Regions from separate parts of the Mus musculus genome. Here all the other regions are linked to region 5. Evidence: chromatin contacts called from public ChIA-PET and HiChIP or PLAC-seq data. All regions are on one chromosome and are shown on one strand. Each heading gives the region's core, a stretch centred on a gene start, on an enhancer-like site or on the middle of the called end of the contact. The rest is flanking DNA. Distances are from core to core; before and after follow the strand shown.

Region 1 (3,563 bases), core at 614-3,113, 370 kb after region 5:
TGTGAACCTGGATAAGAACTGAGTAGTAACATTGCATTGACACAGCTCAAAGGTTCTTATCTAAAAAGTGCTTCTGCCACACAAATGAATCTGTTTATTTTGAGTGTATCCTCAATCAATTTACGATATAGGCAGAGTGAAGCTGGACTCTTGGACGGAATATAACATGAATGGCCTCTAGACTAGTTCTTGGTAGACTACTTATGCTTCCCTGAAACTGCTAGCCATTGCAGTCCACATTTCTTATGGCATTCCAGTCTTCCAAACTGCTGCCCAAATGACCTATTAAGTTCTACTTATGGCATTGTAGGGCATCCCTATACCAAATCTCCAAACTCTTCTACATTCCTCTGAAAATCAGTTTCAAAAGATTATGACCATAGGTCAGGTTTATCAGTGCAACAACCCTATTCCTTGGTATAAATGTTCTCTTTTAAGTACTTTTCTCACTGTTGTGTCAAACTGCATGATAAAAGCCAATTAGGGAAGAAGGAAATAATTTTGGCTTAGAGTTTGAGGGTACAATCCATCATGACAAGGCAAGTATGGAAGTGACAAAGGATTAAGTTGTCATTAATTTGTTACATTTGATGTTTACAAGGAAGCACAGAGTGATAAATGCTGGCCCTTTGAGGGCTTTCTCCCTGAGCCCATAAAACAGTGCCTTGTACAGTCAGGGCAGATCATATTGCCCTAGTTAAACCTTTTGAGAAACAGCCTCATAGACAAAGCCAGATATACTTCTATGGTGGTTTTTAATCCAGGCAAAGTGACAGTGAGGACTCTCCATCATGCTATGGTCACTGCCAACCACTGGGGTTTCTTTTTATGAGAAGAAAGTTCCCTTTTCTAGGATCTTATGAACTCTGAAGTTTTTTTGGGTTCATGTTTTGAGTTCATGTAACCATAACCTATAAAACAGAGACAACGGTGTCACAATTATGACCATGACACCTTTCTCTGGCTGAGGATAATCTCTCTCCTTTTTTCTGAGGACCACTGTGTGCTCTTCCTGAAAGATGAGTATGCATCTATGTTTCCGTGCTAGAGGACACATGCCATATATCACCCATCCGTTATTTTGGAAGTTTCTGTTCTCCTACATTATTGCCCTTATAAGAAAACACCTATAGTTGTAATCAGACAATACATTGAAGACTAAAGCAGTACCTTCAGAACTCACACTCTGCTAATTAGGATTGTAGGATTCAGGTAAAATCCCTAGATAAGAACTTGGGCAGAGATGATCATTAGAGCCCAGAAGGAAGGACTTATGAATCCACAATTATATCAACCTGTACAAATGGTAAGCTCTTCGTTGACTCCAGATCAGATATGGATGAAAATATATATACAAATAAAGGTATCTGTATTCATGCTGTTGCTTTAAGACCCCGGCCTTTAGTGAGAGCTTCCATTTTCCCAGAGCAGTTCAAATGAACATGGAATTGGAAACAGATGTGGGCTCTAGCATGTTATTGCACAAGGGCGAGTGGGGCATTGGGAGGGGAAGGAGGGGGAGGTGGCAGGAACCAAGTGAAGGGACCTTCAGCAGCCCCAGGACTCTCATCACTCGAGGGGGTCTGAACTCCAAATTCCACCAGCCTGCACTCTGAAAATGAACTCCTAACAGAAAACAGATGGGAGTGGACCTGGAGCTGGAGGATGGGAAGGAGAGGGAGACAGGATGAGGAGAGTTTCGCTAGGAGAGTTAGACAGCCAGCATTTTTAAGTCGGGAGTGTAAAACATGAGTTTATTAACATTACTAGTGTAAAGAAATAGAAGTCCTTGAGGAGCTGATAGGAGCTGGGGTTGAGTCTTAGGTAAGACACTTGCAGCCTGCTGTGGATAGAGTCCTCCTCCCCCCCCTTCCTTTTCCTCTCTGCTGTGGGGAACCAATGATATTCAGTTTCCAAGAGCCAAGGGGATCAAGCCAGATGATCTTTTTTTTTTTTTTTTTTTTTTTCCTTTCCTCCTGCCTGGGAAACATCTCATCGAAACAGACCACTTGCTTTGGCAAATGCCAGTAGTCCCGATAAATCAAACTCCCTGGAATCAGCTCAGTCTTCCTGTTACTTTCCATCAGGGCTTTGTCTGCTCTGAGACATGCCAAGGAGCTTCTGCAGTCGGGAGAGGGGACTGATCCAGAACACAGTCTGGACAGCAGCACATCCACAGTACATCCAGCCTGGGAACGTGCACTAATTCACTTCTGCCTCTTCACCCGCTGATCAAAGACTGAAAGTTTCCAGAGCTGAACATCTCTCTCTCTCTCTCTCTCTCTCTCTCTCTCTCTCTCTTTCTCTCTCTCTTTCTCTCTCTCTCTCCCATCTCTCTCATTTCTCTCTCCTTCTTCTTTTCCCTCTGTCCCTCATCCTTGCCTCACTCCTTCCCTCCATCCTTCTTTTCCTCCTTTCTTCCTTCCTTCCCTTCTTCCCCCTTTGAAAAGCTCAACCATTTCTCCTTGGTAACCGAGGGAAAGAAGCAGATGCAGAGCATTAGATAAGACTGTAACACTTCTGAGGCAGACAATACTTTGGGGGCTTCCTGTGGTGGGAGGTGAGATCTTTGAGCTTGCATTAAATGCTTGGGGAGTCTTGTTTGGCCCTTGATATGTTTGTTTGACAAGAGAGTTTTATGTGTTCTTTGACAGACTATGTACTCATACTTAGAGAAAGAGAGATGTGGTAATGTGTGAAGACATTTTAGTTGTCCTAGTTTGGAAAGGTTTACTATGATACTTCTCTGTGGTTTGTGGCAGGTTTAGCAGCATTCTTTAATCCACAGGTCACTATTCCAGACCAATGAATTATCTGACTAGAAATACCATTTCAACATGCCTGAATAATCCTTGTGACAATATGAAGGCAAAGTTGTTATAACTATATATAATTCAAAAAGCCTTTTTAAATTTTATTTCTTAATTCTTCATTTTATATTTTTTAGATTCTAATATAATCACATCATTTCTCCCTTTCCTTTCCTACTTTCCTTATCCTTACTTGATTTCTTTCAAATTTATGACCTATTTTTCATTAATTATTCTTACAAACATATACATATGTATGCATTTGTGTGTATACATGTGTATGCATATGTATGTGTGCGTGTATGTGTGTTTGTGTGTGTGTATGTGTATTTGAGAATTTGCCTACTCAAAGAGCATTCTTGAATATTGTTATAGTTAGTTGTATTGCACTATGAACCACAGAGAATTTCTAGTACTTTTCACAATAACAACTTTGTTTTCACCCAAAGTTTAGAAGATAGATAAGCTTATTTTCCTAAATTAAAGACAGGCCTGAGATGCTGACACATTCAGCAGCATTTGTGAGGTCTCAGAGTTGGGATGTCCAGGGCTCGTTCTCATAGAAGCAATTGCTCAAGTCCACTTTGTTGGGAAATCAGACCATTTGGTTGGATGATTATCTGTTATCTTACAATTTTCATGATTTTTTCCCTTGGATTTGTGTTTTGTAGTTGAATCCCAATGGAAATATAGAGGCATGTATGTAGAGTAACACAATCTAGGGCAATAGAGATAGCCTTTCATTGAAGTTCA
Region 2 (3,620 bases), core at 791-3,290, 330 kb after region 5:
CTAGCATAAAGGCTTGCTCAGGCTACATTCATTTTTAGCAATAATTCTGAAAGTTCAGACAGTGGGCTCTCCCAGAATCTACACGGACCAAATTCTCTCATGAATTGATCAAGGAAATAGACCAGGCTTGTCCTCCGATATCTTTCTTGGGAGGTTTGCTAGAGGACGGAATAGCTCTGGGTCTAACCTAGAGTCTGTGTTTCAGGCAACGAGTTGGGCTTCTTGAGTTTTGTGTAACTGCCCTGTACCCAAGACTTAAATGCTAAAGTTGAACCTCCCTCCACATCCTCCTCCAGGCTTCAAGATGTTGAGGAACATTAAGCTGGTGACAGAAGAAAGCTGGAGACAAGGCTAGGTCCCTGCTTTGTACAGGTTAGGGATATCCAAAAAAGAATGCTCAAAATACTTCCCACCCCCATACACACATACCCCAAAGGGACAGAACACTAGAGAAGTTCTTTGCTTTTGGTCTTAAGGGGATTTTTTAGAGCAAATACAAACAAAAATGAAAGTGGCTCAAAAATAAGTGGTAATATTCTCCTAGGAATTACAAATGTGACCAGAGACGGAAGAGAGAAAATGGATAGAGTTCCCAAACTTGGATTTATCTGTCTCCTCCCATCTTGGACCATATCTGGCATTCTCTCTAACTCCCATGCCTCGCTTGAAACACTAAATGGTTGGAAGACCAGCGGAGGTGTGTAAAACCTCGTTCATCTGCCATGACATCATTTAGAGGCTGCTTCTACTGGACCCTTCGCAGAGGTGTAGTGCTCTGTGTGGTTTGTGTGCGGTGGGGCAGTGGGGGCAATCTTGGAATCACAGCCACCTGATACATGGTGTTCACTTCTGGGGCTCCCAGCTCCCAGCCCCCAGCCAATACTTTGCTTCCTCAAGGACTAGTGAGAATAGCCTATTTAAACCCCAATACACACTCTCAGTCTAGGGCACGACCCCTTTTGCTGCTCTTGGCTAGCTCTGTAGTCCCACCCTCAGCCTGCAGGGTCCTGCCGAAGCCGAACCGTGCACTTCCGGGTCCCACACTCCACTTGCGTGCTTCCCAGCCCACTAGAGAGATTTTTCAGAAAACTATTTTTAGAAATAGTAACCTCAGAGTAAGCAAGGCACGGCACTCCAGATTGGGCGTTTTTCTGGGGCAGTTGAGCTAAGGAGCATTCGTTTAAAGAGAAAGGTGTAACAGCCGCCCTTGCTGTTCAACCCCGGAGATCATTTCAGATTCCTGGGTTTGACTCCCTCTAGCGTCGCGATTGAGAAGACATGTCTAAATCCAGGCTTGGGAGACTGGTTGGGAACCAGGACAAAAAGTGTTTTTCTTCGCTTTGTTCCTAAATTCCTCTCTGCTCTCCGCTCTCTCTTTTGTGACAGAGTTCCCAGCATGGGAAGAAAATGAAGATTAAGTATTAGTTTAAGAATAGTAAAACAATTTATTTGCATCTTTTTTTTCTTATTCCGGGAAGGATCAGCGATTAAACAGAAGTTTATCTCAAGAATGAGGCTATAATGTAACTTCTGGATATCTCTGTTTACATTAAGTCTAGTCCCTGAAGAGAATCTGCATGCGCACTGTTAGGGAACACTGTGTACTGTGCATCTTGTCTCAGAATTAGGGTCAGCAATTCTGCTGCTTTTGGAGAGGACAAATTCCGAGGAGGGGCTTGTGGGCACAGTGGCGAGCAGCATGAGACTTTGCAAACGTAAGAGACACAGCCACATACTGCTAGCAGCTCAGAGCAGTGTGTCTGTCTTTGCAAGTTGAAATCATTGGCTGTTTTATCATATTTCCTTATGAATTTGATGAGCCTGCTTCAAGAAGGAAACTGGAGAAAAAAAATGCAAATTAACTTTTCTAGACCGAGTGCCCTGAGATTTCGCTGACGGAAAGGAACCCTGATTGAAGGGATCTTCAGTGGTCAGGAGGGCTCAGTCCTCCAGTTATCTGGTTTGGTTATAAATGACTGGATTTCTTCTATAACCTGGCTGTGGCTTACTAACGTCTGAGCTACAGAGTAAACCAAAGTGACTGTGGGTGATAAGAGGGGAAACGTGTGTGGTGCACACTGAAGACATGCTCATACCTCCCGGGCTGTTTTGAGTCAGACTTTGTGAATTATGGAACAGCAGTCATTCATTCAACAGAAAGCATTCCATTCACAAACACTGCAGCTAAGCTCACAATGGTTCATTATGAGGTCTTTTGCTGAAGGGCTGCTTGCCTTGCCAGGGTAACAGTCTCTTCTTTGACTGTCTTTCTGTTCTCATTTACCATTTTCACATATTTCTCTTCAGAACTTATCTGATGTCTAGCAACCCCTGGTGGGGAGTCTGGAATGCTCACCCCCCCCAACCCCACCTACTCAGCCTGTATACATCAAATGATTTAATTCTTGAAGGTGGACCATTCTAGTGCTGATTTTCCAGGATGTATAGGCTTGTTTGCCTTGGCAGCCACAGAAAACAAAGGCATGGGTGGTGGGCTGGGAAGATGGCTAAGTATGTAAAGTGCCTGTCTTACATGCTCATGACCCAAGAAAACAGAACCGATAAACAAACAAACAAACAAACAAATGGGTGCATGCTATGTACAATGAAGAAAGACTCTGAACTATGGCTCTGAAGATGGTTTTAAGTGTGAAGAAAGTATGAATGAAAGACGGTGAGGATCGAAGTTTTAGGACGTCAGGTTGCAGTATGGGTGGCGAATGTCTTCCTTGTTCAATATGCCAGAGGCTCTCATAGGTGAGGGCGGGGCAGTAGTTGAGGAGAAAACAAAACTATTGAGCTGAAGTTGCAAGGAACTGAATTGCTTTTCTTTTCTTTTCTGTCCTTTTTTTTTTTTTTAAAAAGGTTTTCATTGGGTCTTTGTGAGTTTCCCATCATGCACTCCAGTTCTGCTCATCTCCCTCTTCCCTCATATCCGCCATTCACCCTGCAACCCTCCCCCCCCCAATAAAAACAAAACAAAACAAAACAAAGCATAGAAAAGACCCCATTGCGGAAGCTGCAGTGTGTCACAGTGTGTCCCACAGTATATTTCTCTGTCCATACATCTTCACTTGCAAATGTCCATTGCAGTGAGTCATTGGTCGGGTTTGAAATCTCTGGCTTCTGTGACACCATCAGAATTGGATCCTTACCTGTCCTCCACTCCATTACCCTGTTGTTGCCCTGGATCATGGGGGATACTGCAGCCTTGGATTAGCAGGACAGGCCCTTTTATGCATTCCAACCTTTTGCAGATGATAGAGATTTTGTTGGACCAACTCAGAGCCTTGTGTCTGGGCCTAGGAGGTAGCTGAGCTCTCCCTTATGTGAATCACCAGGGTGAGCTCTCTAGCACTGCTCTGGTTCCACCACCCAATGCCACCATCTTCAGGAGACAGGGTCAGCTCTCCCGCTCTCCTGCCCTCAGGCCCAACTCTCTTGACTGCCTCAGGTAGAGAAGAGCAATGGGGCTGAGGGCTTCCCCTACTACCCTCTACCACAGGCCACTTCACATCTAGTGAGTGGGAAGGCCAACTCTCCCATGTTCTCGCCCTTGGAACCAGCACATCCAACATCCTTCCACTAGGGCCTGCTCTACTGTGCTTCCTGAGTGAGGC
Region 3 (3,512 bases), core at 502-3,001, 290 kb after region 5:
TTGTTTGTGCTTCCAGGCTCCTGCTTTGAGCTTCCTTCAATGGCAGGCTGTAACTTGCAAGATGAAATAAATGTCTTTCTTCCCTATGGTGCATTTGATCATGGTTTTATTACAAGATCAAAAAAAAAACAAACTAGGACCAATGGAATCCATTCTATCTAGGAGCTGTAACAAGTTTATGAAGGAACTATTTACAGAATGTGTTGTGGCTTTAATACATATAATAGGGACGACAAAAGAATTGGGAACATTAGCAGGAGGATCCTTTAAAACTTCCAGGCTGGTGGCCATCAGGAAGTGATGCTTACTAAAAACCCAGACAAAGAGCAGTGTTTGAAGGAGGAGCTGGCCTTGTGGGCAGGACTCAGTCATAGTCACCCTACAGGGAAGAAATAAGGTAAAACTAACAACATACTCTTGTCTCCCCTTAACCTCCTGCTAAATCAGCTAGCAGGCAGAGAGGAGGGAGCTCGGTAGTTCATGCTCCCAAGCTCATTCTCCTTGGGCATGAGTATGGGTGGGAAAAAAATTAGTCATGAGGGGCATAGAGGAGATATGTCAGTAACAGGATTTGCGTATGCTCCTAAGAGGACCTAGAAGCTGCCATGACTCTCGGGTTTGGGCATGGGACCAAGTCTTGAGGAAAGGAATATAAGACAATATATAGAATGTCAGAACAATGTATTTTGTTGATTATGGAATCTGTTTTTGAAGTATGTATAAGCAAGTCATGTCTGACTTCTAGAAGGGATATATATATATATATATATATATATATATATATATATATATATATATATATATATATATATATATATATATATATATATATCTTGTTTCTCTGAGACAACTAAGCCAGTTGTTCCAGTTTGTGTAGGTGGGACATGAAGCCATGTTAGCAGATGAGGTTAGGAGGGCAATGGGACAATTTGAAAAGATGATCAATGTTCTTCTCCAGTTTGTTATAGATAACAAAGAAATCATCATTACCCTGAAGAAGTAGCTTTGGGGATCCAATTTCCGCTAAGCTCTGTCTTTTCCTGTATGCCAGGAGTCTTGTTATATATCTCTATCTCTATCTCTATCTCTATCTCTATCTCTATCTCTATCTCTATCTCTATCTCTATCTCTATCTCTATCTCTATCTCTATCTATCTCTATCTCCTATATCTATATCTATTTAATAAGGGGGTCTCTGGGCTCCTGCAGTCAAGTTATTGATGCCTGGTGAGTAGATTTTACAGCTTGAAAGTTACACATCTGAGCTGTTCTGCCGGGCTTCAGAATCGAACCTCTGCCAGTGACCTTTTGTCTTAAAGCTTCCTTACCTTTCTGGGATCCAGTTCTTTGGCCATGCCCTACCTCACAGGGTGTTTTTAAGAATAAATGAGATAATGTCTATGAACCCCCTGGAGAGGAAGCATTGCTCGAGATAAGCTCACCCTCTGGTATTTTTAGCTGAAGAGTGTTGGTTGTCCAGGATATGCCATTTAGCAATTCCTGGAGCCTTGAAAAGGAAACAGAAAGGATGGCTGGGGGCAGGGAATTGGTATACTCAACAATATTGTTTTTTCGAGAAATCCCTCCTGCCCCAAGTGTTAGAATATACGTCAAAGGAAACAAACACCATTTGTAGATAATACAGGAAGATGACAGGTTTGCTTGCTTGCAACTGTGACGACGTGAGGCTAGTGGGCTCTGTCTTGACTGCTCTTTCACTCTTCAAGGGCAGAGGTCCACGGGACAACTACTCCACTGATAATGAAACAACCCTAAAGCGACTCTTGCTTCTGTAAAGAATGGCAGGAAACATCTTCACCACCCGTGACTTCTCCAGAAAGTAAAGGGTTTAAGGAGGGGGTGTACTTCCTGTCCTGATTCCAAATGTGGTTCTCAGTCTTTACAGAGGTAGGGGAACTAATATGCTGACCTAACACAAGCAAGCCTGCAGAACAACAATAGGGACCAGTGTGCCCTCCAATCCATATCTGCTTCATAAGCAAAAAGAGTTCCAAAAGGACTAACAGGAATTCGGCTTTGATAACTTGATTGGAGAAAATGTCTTACCCGAGTTCACCCAAGTGCTTCATCAATGTTCTTTGTTTCCATTCTGCAGTGTTAATCTCTCAACCTCATGGTACCTAGCTGAACAGGCTTCTCTGTGGGAAGTCAATAAGGCTTGTTTAATTCTCTCCAGGCTGAAAAATTAAGATTAGCATTTTATAAGCTCCACATAACTTTTCTTGAAGCTAGTATTTAGATATTATTGATGCATTTCCATACACAAGTCCTGGCAGATATCTAAGAGTGTATACTAATAGTCACATCTGGATTCAAATTCTGCCTCCACTGGAGGAGAAGCATAGCATTTGGGAACTACTTTAAACATTTCCAGTTCAGCTTCTTTATTTATAATTTGGAGAACCTGATGTCCACCATTGTATTGTTATGAAAATTCAATGATTTAGAGTAGACAAAAATTAAACAGCTGTGCTGTTCCACTCAGAAACTAAAACTGAGGGCTGGGGAGATGGGCCTAGTTGGTCAAGTGCTTGCTGTGCAAAAATAAGGACTAGAGTCCAACCTACCAGAACCCACCACGTAAGAACGCTGAACACAAGGTGCACTGCAGGAACCCCAGCAGTGATCTGGGGCTCTGTGTGCAGAGACAGGACTATCTGTTGGGCTTACTAGCAGCTATGACTAGCCAAATCGGTAAGTGCCAACCAAGCTCATCAGAAGTATCTGGTCTCAAATCAAAAGGAAAAACAAAACTAAAACAATGTACACACACATACAAATGTTAAAATAAAAAAGAAAAGTGACACACTGTCTAAGTATGACGGGATTCTTAAACTGCTTTGCTGTGAGCAGACAAGTTGATTCTGAGTGAGCTAAATTGGAAAAGACCAATTTGCCTCCATCTTGGTTACCATGTTAGTTCTAAACTCATAAAACTTGGGCATCAAGGCTCCATAAGGAGACACTGCTAATGACAGAATACATTTTGGCCAGCTTGTGCAGAAGTTCATGTCACAGTCCCCAAAAAGTCTCATGTTGAGGGTTCACCATTCTAGCACTTGCTTGAAAGTAAAGGACTGGAAGAAATGCAGTGGGAAGCTTCTAATCACGAGAAATCCTAACATCATAGCTTAACCAAGAACTCATTTCTTTCAGATTTTAAACAGGAAACTGGGAACTGATTCAATCAAGTGCAAGCCCTCACAGCCTGCTGAAGGTAGAGCCAGATAGAGCCTGACTCTCTTCATTCAAGGTGTCTGGACTTTAGCTAACCCTCCCTTTGAATTTTCAGTCTCCTCCATGCTTTCTTGCCTGAGCCTCATTCTTTTTTGAGTTCTTTCTCCCGAAAGGGTTAGTGAGTGAGGAAAATGCTCATAAAACACTTGCATCCTGACAGGACAACTGCATGTCTGACATGGGACTCTGTCTCTCAGTCATAAGGTTTGTGTCTGAATCAGGGCAAAGAGTGATGTCATGAAGAGCTATTGCTC
Region 4 (3,631 bases), core at 593-3,092, 440 kb after region 5:
GTGTCACTTCATTGCTCCCACTGACTCCTAGCCGTGGCGATAGCCGTTTATTGGCACACTTTGGTATTAACTTTATGGCCTTTATCCTGTTAATTTCCACAACTTATTGGATGGCTCCTATCCTCACTTCCTTGGGAAGTTTCTACTTAATGCTTTCTGGGATTTTTGTAACAATTCATCACATTCACATGTGCAGCAGTGGCATTTTTGATTTAACTGTGTTTCTTTTGAAAATATCTTTTGTGTGCTAACACCTGAATGACTTTGCTACTTTATATCAATTGGCAGTATAGTTGAAGATACTTGCAGAAACAGCAATTCTTAACATTGCACTAATATAAAATCATCAAGGGCCTTTTGTTTGCATCTCCTGCCTCCAAAGGCCCTGAGCTAGTGAGGTATTTGGGGTCCAGCTTCTATATTTCTGAAAGGGTGCCAATAGCTTCTCAGGGTGTAGAAATATATCTAAAGATACTTGTCATAGTTCAAAAGACAGAGTATAAAGTGTAAATTACATTAGAATCAAGAAATAAGTATTCCTTCTTGTTTTCCTCTCCCCACAAGAGTTTCAGGCCAGATTTGTGTATGCTTATAGGGTGAGCTTACTCCTGCCTTCCTCTGAGGCCCAGAATTTAACAACTTCTTCAATTAAAGTTTTTTTTACTTTTAAAAACAGACTGTTTATTTATTTATTTGTGTGTGTGTGTGTGTGTGTGTGTGTGTGTCTGTCAGAAGACAACCCTTGTTGCCATTCATCAGGTATTGTTCAGCCTAACTTTTTGAGCCCAGCTCTCTCTCTCTCTCTCTCTCTCTCTGTCTCTGTCTCTCTCTCTCTCTCTCTCTCTCTCTCTCTCTCTCTCTCTCTCTCCTTCCCTTCCTCCCTCCCTTTCTCCCCCATCTCTCTGTTCCTCTCTATCAGGCATACATTCTCCTCTGTCTCTGTCTTCCTATTGTGCTCCCTGTCTCCTCTTCTCCTCCCTTGTCTCTTTCTCCTTCTCCCTCTCTCTCTCTCACCTCCCTCTCTCTCTTCATACCCCACAGCATGGGGAGAAAATGGAAGACAGTCAGAAATCTCAGCTACACAAGCTCATGCCTTCATCAAAGGATAATCTTGACTAAAACTACTTGAGACCGGTATAGTTTCTTGAAATTTTCAACCCAAAATATCTGTTTCAGGAAATCACATACTACTGATCTTTCCTCGTGGTTTAATTGGTTATGGTTTCTGAACTAAGAAAGAGGGTCTACATTATGATTTGTTTGTCTACTCAGAGAAAGTACCAAGACAAATGTAGTCTGTGCGCCATGATGTGAGGCTGTGGTAACTGGGGGTAGCTATCCAGTCCCTGGGCAATGTCAGCTGGACAGTAATGGCCAGGAACCCAGGTGTGGGGGAAGCAGCACCCAGGAAATGCCTGATGACATCTTTGAAAATGACTCAGGGATCAGCTGTGAGCATTAGCTTAGAGTCCTGTCTAATTTTACTGTTTGGGGTCAGTGACAGAATCTGAGGGTTTTGACTGGCTGCAAAGACTTCAGCAGTTTCTTTCGGTTCTTTCACAATTCCAGATGACCAGATTCCATACCATTCTGTGGCCTAGACTTGCCGTCTGCAGAATGACTAGAGTTAAGACTGGCTTGAAGTGCTGGGCCTTGTCTTTGGTGATGGAGGCAGGGGGAGGGGGCGGGTGATGGAAGGCAGTGGTTCTGAGGCTGAGTCCTCTGTGCTGGTGAGAATAGCTCAGCTTGTCTTTTCTCAGACAGACTTGTACTGTAAGTAACCTGAATGTGGTTACAGAGTCTCTATGACAACGTGGGGAAACTTTTTGTTAAGTGTGACTTCCTGACACTACACACAAGGAGTAATGTAAGAGCTGTGTGCATAGACAGATATATATGAGAGGCCTGTAGTACACTAACCTCTCCAAAAGATTTCTCTTGAGAAACATTTCATGTAGATTCAAATCTTGTTACAAGACTCTGTCCTGGTTGCCCTAGATAATCCAAACATCATATTGAAACCCAAGCCTCCGTGACCTACTTTGACTCTCCTTAGTACCCACCTTCGATGATGCTAGAAGAACCACAGATAGTACCCAATATGTGGTGAGGCAGAGAAAATATGACTGTGCTTCTTCTATAGACTTTCTACATTCTTGATCCTTATCTCTTCTTCGAGGTAGTCAGGTTCTAATCTGTATGCCTTCAGCTAAAGAGAGAAACAGGTAAAACTACATATGGTGCCTACAGGATGCTTTCTGGGTTCGTTTGTCTATTTTCATTTCTGTCCCTCATGGTCTGTCTGTTGGAAAGGGATGTTCAGATAAACTTGCTCTAACACTTTCTTGTATACTTTTGGTCCTGAAGAAGGGAGTTGCTTCTCAAGTCAGATAGGTAAATAGGCAATAAACCAGTCAGCATATGTAAAATGTTTAGTCACATACATTGAAGAATGAAGAAGAAAATGTTCAGTCAGCTTTTATTGTGTATGTTTACATATGAACACACATATGAATACACATAGAAATGTACATACAAACATAAATCCAGACTGACAAACATATAAGCTCACAAGCACACACATGTACATACACATACATGCACATGTATACATACACATATACTATACTCATACACACCCACACAGGCACACAAACACAGAAACTCCAGATGCTCCGCAGGATATCTATTGGAGATGCATTTGTAATCCAGAGACATGAGCTGGGACAAGGGGAATTGTAAAAATCCAGTGAAATTTCTCAGCCAAATATTTTTTTCCTGTAACTCCTCACAAGTCTTTTCCCAGGCTTCCACTTTCTCTGTGGGACAGAGTGATCCTGCTGGGAAAATGAGCCACACAGACAACTGGAATGACTTTCACAGCAGACCCCAGGATTTATGCTCATCCCTAATAATATATAAAGAAGCTTGGGGGGTGAGTTCAAACATCAATCCTGGATAACACACTTCTTTTTTCTTTTCTTTTTTTTTTTTTAGGATGGTGGAAAGAGTCAGGGACGTGTGATGTTTAGAGCAAGCACAAGAGATGGGGTTGAAGAAAGATAGGCCCCTCCCATTACCCATCGCCCATTTAATTTCTCCATGGTAGACAGGTAGTGGGCACTGTGAGCAAGGCTATATAGCCCAGTGTCCTGGAGGGAGGGTGAAGAACGAAGCATTTTGGAACATTTTGGCCTATGGAGTTATGGGATTTATAGATCACAGAATCAATAGTGTGGAGGCGTTCTGAGAGCCAAAGGTTCAAAGTTGTGTATCCACAACCATAGAAGAGCACGTGTTTCCTCCAATAGTAACTACAGCCTTCTTGGCCTCCTCTTGCCACCTGGCCTAACCTGCCTTCTTGTCTTTGAAGCCTCCATGGTCACTTGCTATAACTAAACTTTTTCATGGTTTGAAGCTTAGATACATATCCATTCTATGAAAATGGTGCTGCCCAGTTCCTGTGGGGGAAGCAGTTCCACATTATAATCTTTTGCATTGGCCTCTATATTTATTCTTCTGGTGGTGTGTTTGGGTTGTGTCTCTAATGCTTAGCCTGTGCCTGGCATAATAGTAGGCATCAAATAATGCGCGTTCAGTCTCAGGCCATTCAGAATTCTAGGAGATGCTG
Region 5 (3,589 bases), core at 280-2,779:
GAGAGAGCATTTTCTGAATGAGGTTAGGTGCATTGGATGCATGGAACAAGGGTCATCCCGGCCTCCCCAGGGGCCAACGGCCACATTGCTGCACTCTGGTCAGGAGCTTCCGTGTTTCCCGGGGGTTGAGTTCAGACAGAACTTGTTTGGGGTTTATGGCTTTTTAATGAATCTTTCCATCTCTTTTTATTTTTGTAGAAGCATTAATAAAACACAGTATCTGTGCGCTAAAAACAGTCCAAAAATCATGCCTATTTTACTGGAAAAGAGGCATTTTTTGTTTGTTTGTTTGTTTGTCTTTAATTAAAATAGGGTCTCATGCAGCCTGCGATAACCTTACTATGTAGCCAAGGATGACCTTGAAGCCCTGGCCCTCCAGCTTCTATCTCCTGAGTGTCAAGACTACTGAGTGCTGGGATTTTGAGCATGCATGACCACACCTGATTTTTGTAGCACTGGGATTCGAACCCAAGGCTCTGTGGTACCAGGTGAGTACTCTGACAGTTGACATCTGGAAATCCCTATCAAAGTTCAGAATGTAAAGGGCTCTTCCCACCACACCCACCCCTCTGGGTGCTGAGCTCTGCTCTCTCTATTTTGTTCTGTAGATGAAGGCTCTGCCCTGGTCAGAGAGGTGAAGTAACTTGCTCAGAAACACACAGCAGCAGGAGGGTGAAATGCTTTCCAAGCAGTTCAGGTTTCCTTGATAACAGAGGCCAAGTTCTGTCATTTCCACACTAGGCAAGCCTCACCACTGAGCTCCACTCCCAGCCTTCCCAGGAATTTTTATCTGGGTGTTCTTCAAGAGTTTCTTCATTAAAGCTTTCCCTTTCATCGTTGCAATTCTGTTTGAGTTTGCTCCCGGCTCATCCCCCTTTTCCAGGCCTTAGGTTTCTCATTTTGGCCACCAATACCTACAGACCAAGACGCCTCAGAGCGAAAGACAGGGGAGGGTCTTTCAGACCCGAGATCTGAAACAGTGATGTTTCAGAAACATGAACAGCAGCCATGAATGTAGCTACCCTCACTATCTGTGGTTTTGCTTTCCATAATTTCAGTTACCTATGGTCAACCACAGTCCGAAGATATAAATGGAAAATTCCAGAAGTAAAATTTTAAAAATTGTTAAGTTATAAATAACTGTGTTATAGAGTATGCTATGGCAACCATTCTATTGTATTATAAGTTACTGATGTTAACCTCTTACTAATTTATAAACAAAACTCTACCCTAGGAATGTATGTATGGACTACCATACCATAAACATAGGATTCGGCAGCATCAGACTGTGAGGCAGATATAGGTAGATACAGAATGTACTGAACAGGGTTTTGTTGGTCCAGCATAAGTAGCCTTTTGACTTTGTTTTCTTCCTTCAGAGTCTGGTGTCTAGGAGCCATAAGTACACACATCAACAAATATTTGCTGTGTTCTTCTGTGTGTTGGCTGGGATGATTACGCTGTGGTGACAGGTGCCAAACCTCAGTTGTCACGCAGTCAGTGACACTTCCTACTCTCGCTGTGTGAACGCTCTGGGCTGGCAGGGGTGGGGGTGGAGGGCTTTGCTCGGATCAGGCTGAAAAGCAGCTGCCACCCTGACACGTGCCAGAGGATAAAAACACAAAGGCTGAAATTCTTCAGCTTCTGCCAGAAGTGAATCAATTAGTGAAAGCAAGTCCCGTGTCCATCAGAGGCCTCCCCAACTTCAGGGCAAGGAAGTAGGGATTCTGGTGCAAACTCTGATGGGAATATCTGGTGATAACATCTCATGTGCCTAATGTTGGGTCAAGTATTACTGAAGAAATAATTAAGAGTCTCAATGTTGCCTGAAAGAAACTTGCTACTAGACTAGGACACATCATCTCCGAGATGACTGTAGAACACTATGAAGTAGTATAAGGTCCTGTTCCTTGTCAAGCCACATAGGAGGGACAGGACAACTTCAGATGGTGCTTGCAGTCCTGAGAAGGCAATTGAATAGGAGACTCAGACCTGGAAAACATGTCTTAAGTAATGAAAGGTTTAAACAGAAAGGCTAGCTACATAGCTTACAAGATAAAAAGACTCCTTAGTGTTGATGGCTTTTGTTACCTTAACTCTGCATCATCTAACTCTTTGCAAGACTCCCTTGAAAACTTGTATCAGCTTGTTTCTTCCTTTGATAAGCTACAAGCTTATTTTAAAAGCAGAATCTTCCTTATCTTTGATTGTCAGTTCTTATCTGGTATCTAGGGCACAGAAGGGTGTGTGACTTGTTGTTTGGGTGAGCTAATCTTGCTGAGCTATCTTGAAACAGGGTCTGCAGGAGAAAAGTGCACCCAGATCCTGAGACCACCCACAGAAGCATCCTCGGCAGGCCGGAGACCCAGGATCACTTCTGCTCTTTCTTTACCAACCAAGCTGCCTTTACCTACGCTCACCATATACCTTCTCTTCCTAGGACATCTTCTTTCAGATATGGGCTTTCTCAGGAAGGAAAGGTTCCAGTCTTCTAAAATAGCAATTGCTTATAGATGACATCTTGTCCGTGCAGCAGAGTCGGTCAAGAACACCAAGAGATGTGAATGTTTAATACTTGGAGATTGCTACACTGTGGGTTTCTCCAGTTTACTGCTGCTGGTGACTCTGTGGAAACAGACCCCCCTCTTCAATTAAATCTACCAGCAGAGGAGGGCTAGGACACAGGTGTTTTGACTCCTCTCTTTCAACTCTGCTCTCATAGATGGAGGTTGCCATTTAAACTTGTTGATGAAGCTCACATTGACCTTGCATTTGCCCTTGAATTGGGACAATATTTAAAGCAACACAGAAACAACCAAAAGGAGACCGAAATAACGTGGTTTCTATGGTAAGAGGTGAACAATACCACAGTCAATACAAACAGAAGCTCTCACAGAAACCTCAGCTGACCAAGAACATTTAACTTCTGTAAATGACATCTGGGCCACGTGGGTGGGGCTTCGAATCCCCTCGAGGCTGGCCAGCTAGTCACACTGCCATGAGGGGGGACTTGTTGAGCTTCAGTAGGCACTGTCACTGTTTTGTGGGCATCTATCTGAAGTCAGTTCCAGTTCAGCTCAGAGCTGTACCTGATTTCTGAGCTCCAGGCTTGCTACCTGTAAGGTAGGGTAAGGATTATAGTATATTTGTCCAAAATATCAAAAACAAGAGTGGAAATGTGGGACAAACTGCCATGTCAGACCCAAGAGATTATTTCTATTCCCAAACCCAGGCAGGATAAAAAGGAGTTATTCTGGGATCCTGTCTCGGGCATCTTAGCTCAGTTACAATTCAGAGGTTTGATGGTGAAGAGAGAAGGTGGAAATGAGGACCACAGGGGGACACAAAGAGGGTCAGTGGAGGCCCATGGAAGGGAAGAAAGAAAACATCTCGGAAATAGGGCCTTGGTTAAAATTATCTGACGAATGTCGCCTCTCACTTCTCTCTGAAAGCAATGTTCTCCAAATATAATCTACGGGTTAGAAAAATCAGCACAACATTGCGGCCAAGGAGTTGTTCTCAAGAGGCAGCCTAGCTGGAGACTGAATTAGTTATTCATTTACTGCCGTGTGCCTTGGGAAAATTATCT

What was found. ChIA-PET counts read pairs in DNA pulled down with a chosen protein or histone mark. HiChIP or PLAC-seq counts read pairs in DNA pulled down with a chosen protein or histone mark.
Region 1: an RNA polymerase II ChIA-PET map of memory CD8 T cells shows a contact between it and region 5, with 2.8 times the contacts expected there. The contact joins two enhancer-like sites. A contact is called at or near these places in 1 of 15 datasets of contacts at CTCF or cohesin (the NIH/3T3 cell line), 1 of 484 Hi-C or Micro-C datasets (differentiating embryonic stem cells) and 3 of 115 datasets of contacts at active chromatin or transcription factors (the NIH/3T3 cell line, double positive thymocytes and memory CD8 T cells).
Region 2: an H3K27ac HiChIP or PLAC-seq map of DN3 thymocytes shows a contact between it and region 5, with 9 times the contacts expected there. The contact joins two enhancer-like sites. A contact is called at or near these places in 1 of 15 datasets of contacts at CTCF or cohesin (pro-B cells), 14 of 484 Hi-C or Micro-C datasets (CD4 T cells, CD8 T cells, the CH12 cell line and 7 more), 26 of 115 datasets of contacts at active chromatin or transcription factors (the 230-238 cell line, CD8 T cells, DN3 thymocytes and 21 more) and 1 of 9 other capture datasets (embryonic stem cells).
Region 3: an RNA polymerase II ChIA-PET map of effector CD8 T cells shows a contact between it and region 5, with 13 read pairs. The contact joins two enhancer-like sites. A contact is called at or near these places in 3 of 484 Hi-C or Micro-C datasets (CD8 T cells, bone marrow-derived macrophages and nephron progenitors) and 4 of 115 datasets of contacts at active chromatin or transcription factors (bone marrow-derived macrophages, effector CD8 T cells and regulatory T cells).
Region 4: an RNA polymerase II ChIA-PET map of effector CD8 T cells shows a contact between it and region 5, with 7 read pairs. The contact joins two enhancer-like sites. A contact is called at or near these places in 1 of 484 Hi-C or Micro-C datasets (nephron progenitors) and 2 of 115 datasets of contacts at active chromatin or transcription factors (double positive thymocytes and effector CD8 T cells).

Annotation. Positions count from the first base shown.
Region 1 is chr9:32,985,473-32,989,035 of GRCm38.p6, forward strand. No RefSeq gene overlaps it. Among named protein-coding and RNA genes, the nearest start is that of Gm27166, 45 kb to the right of the region's middle. Within about 2 kb of position 1,864, at least 52 of the 459 cell types and tissues checked have an H3K27ac peak or open chromatin away from gene starts, as enhancers often do. A contact at or near this core is called in memory CD8 T cells, where this site is marked.
Region 2 is chr9:32,939,496-32,943,115 of GRCm38.p6, forward strand. No RefSeq gene overlaps it. Among named protein-coding and RNA genes, the nearest start is that of Gm27162, 12 kb to the left of the region's middle. Within about 2 kb of position 2,041, at least 264 of the 459 cell types and tissues checked have an H3K27ac peak or open chromatin away from gene starts, as enhancers often do. A contact at or near this core is called in CD8 T cells, the CH12 cell line, DN3 thymocytes and 5 more, where this site is marked.
Region 3 is chr9:32,904,845-32,908,356 of GRCm38.p6, forward strand. It overlaps Gm27162 (predicted gene 27162), which reads right to left. Exons shown (of 4, transcript NR_131058.1): 4 at 1-2,198. Among named protein-coding and RNA genes, the nearest start is that of Gm27162, 22 kb to the right of the region's middle. Within about 2 kb of position 1,752, at least 56 of the 459 cell types and tissues checked have an H3K27ac peak or open chromatin away from gene starts, as enhancers often do. A contact at or near this core is called in CD8 T cells, effector CD8 T cells and regulatory T cells, where this site is marked.
Region 4 is chr9:33,058,994-33,062,624 of GRCm38.p6, forward strand. The region is part of intron 1 of Gm27166 (a long non-coding RNA gene); the gene reads left to right. Among named protein-coding and RNA genes, the nearest start is that of Gm27166, 29 kb to the left of the region's middle. Within about 2 kb of position 1,843, at least 30 of the 459 cell types and tissues checked have an H3K27ac peak or open chromatin away from gene starts, as enhancers often do. A contact at or near this core is called in effector CD8 T cells, where this site is marked.
Region 5 is chr9:32,614,627-32,618,215 of GRCm38.p6, forward strand. No RefSeq gene overlaps it. Among named protein-coding and RNA genes, the nearest start is that of Gm31928, 14 kb to the right of the region's middle. Within about 2 kb of position 1,530, at least 67 of the 459 cell types and tissues checked have an H3K27ac peak or open chromatin away from gene starts, as enhancers often do. A contact at or near this core is called in CD8 T cells, the CH12 cell line, DN3 thymocytes and 7 more, where this site is marked.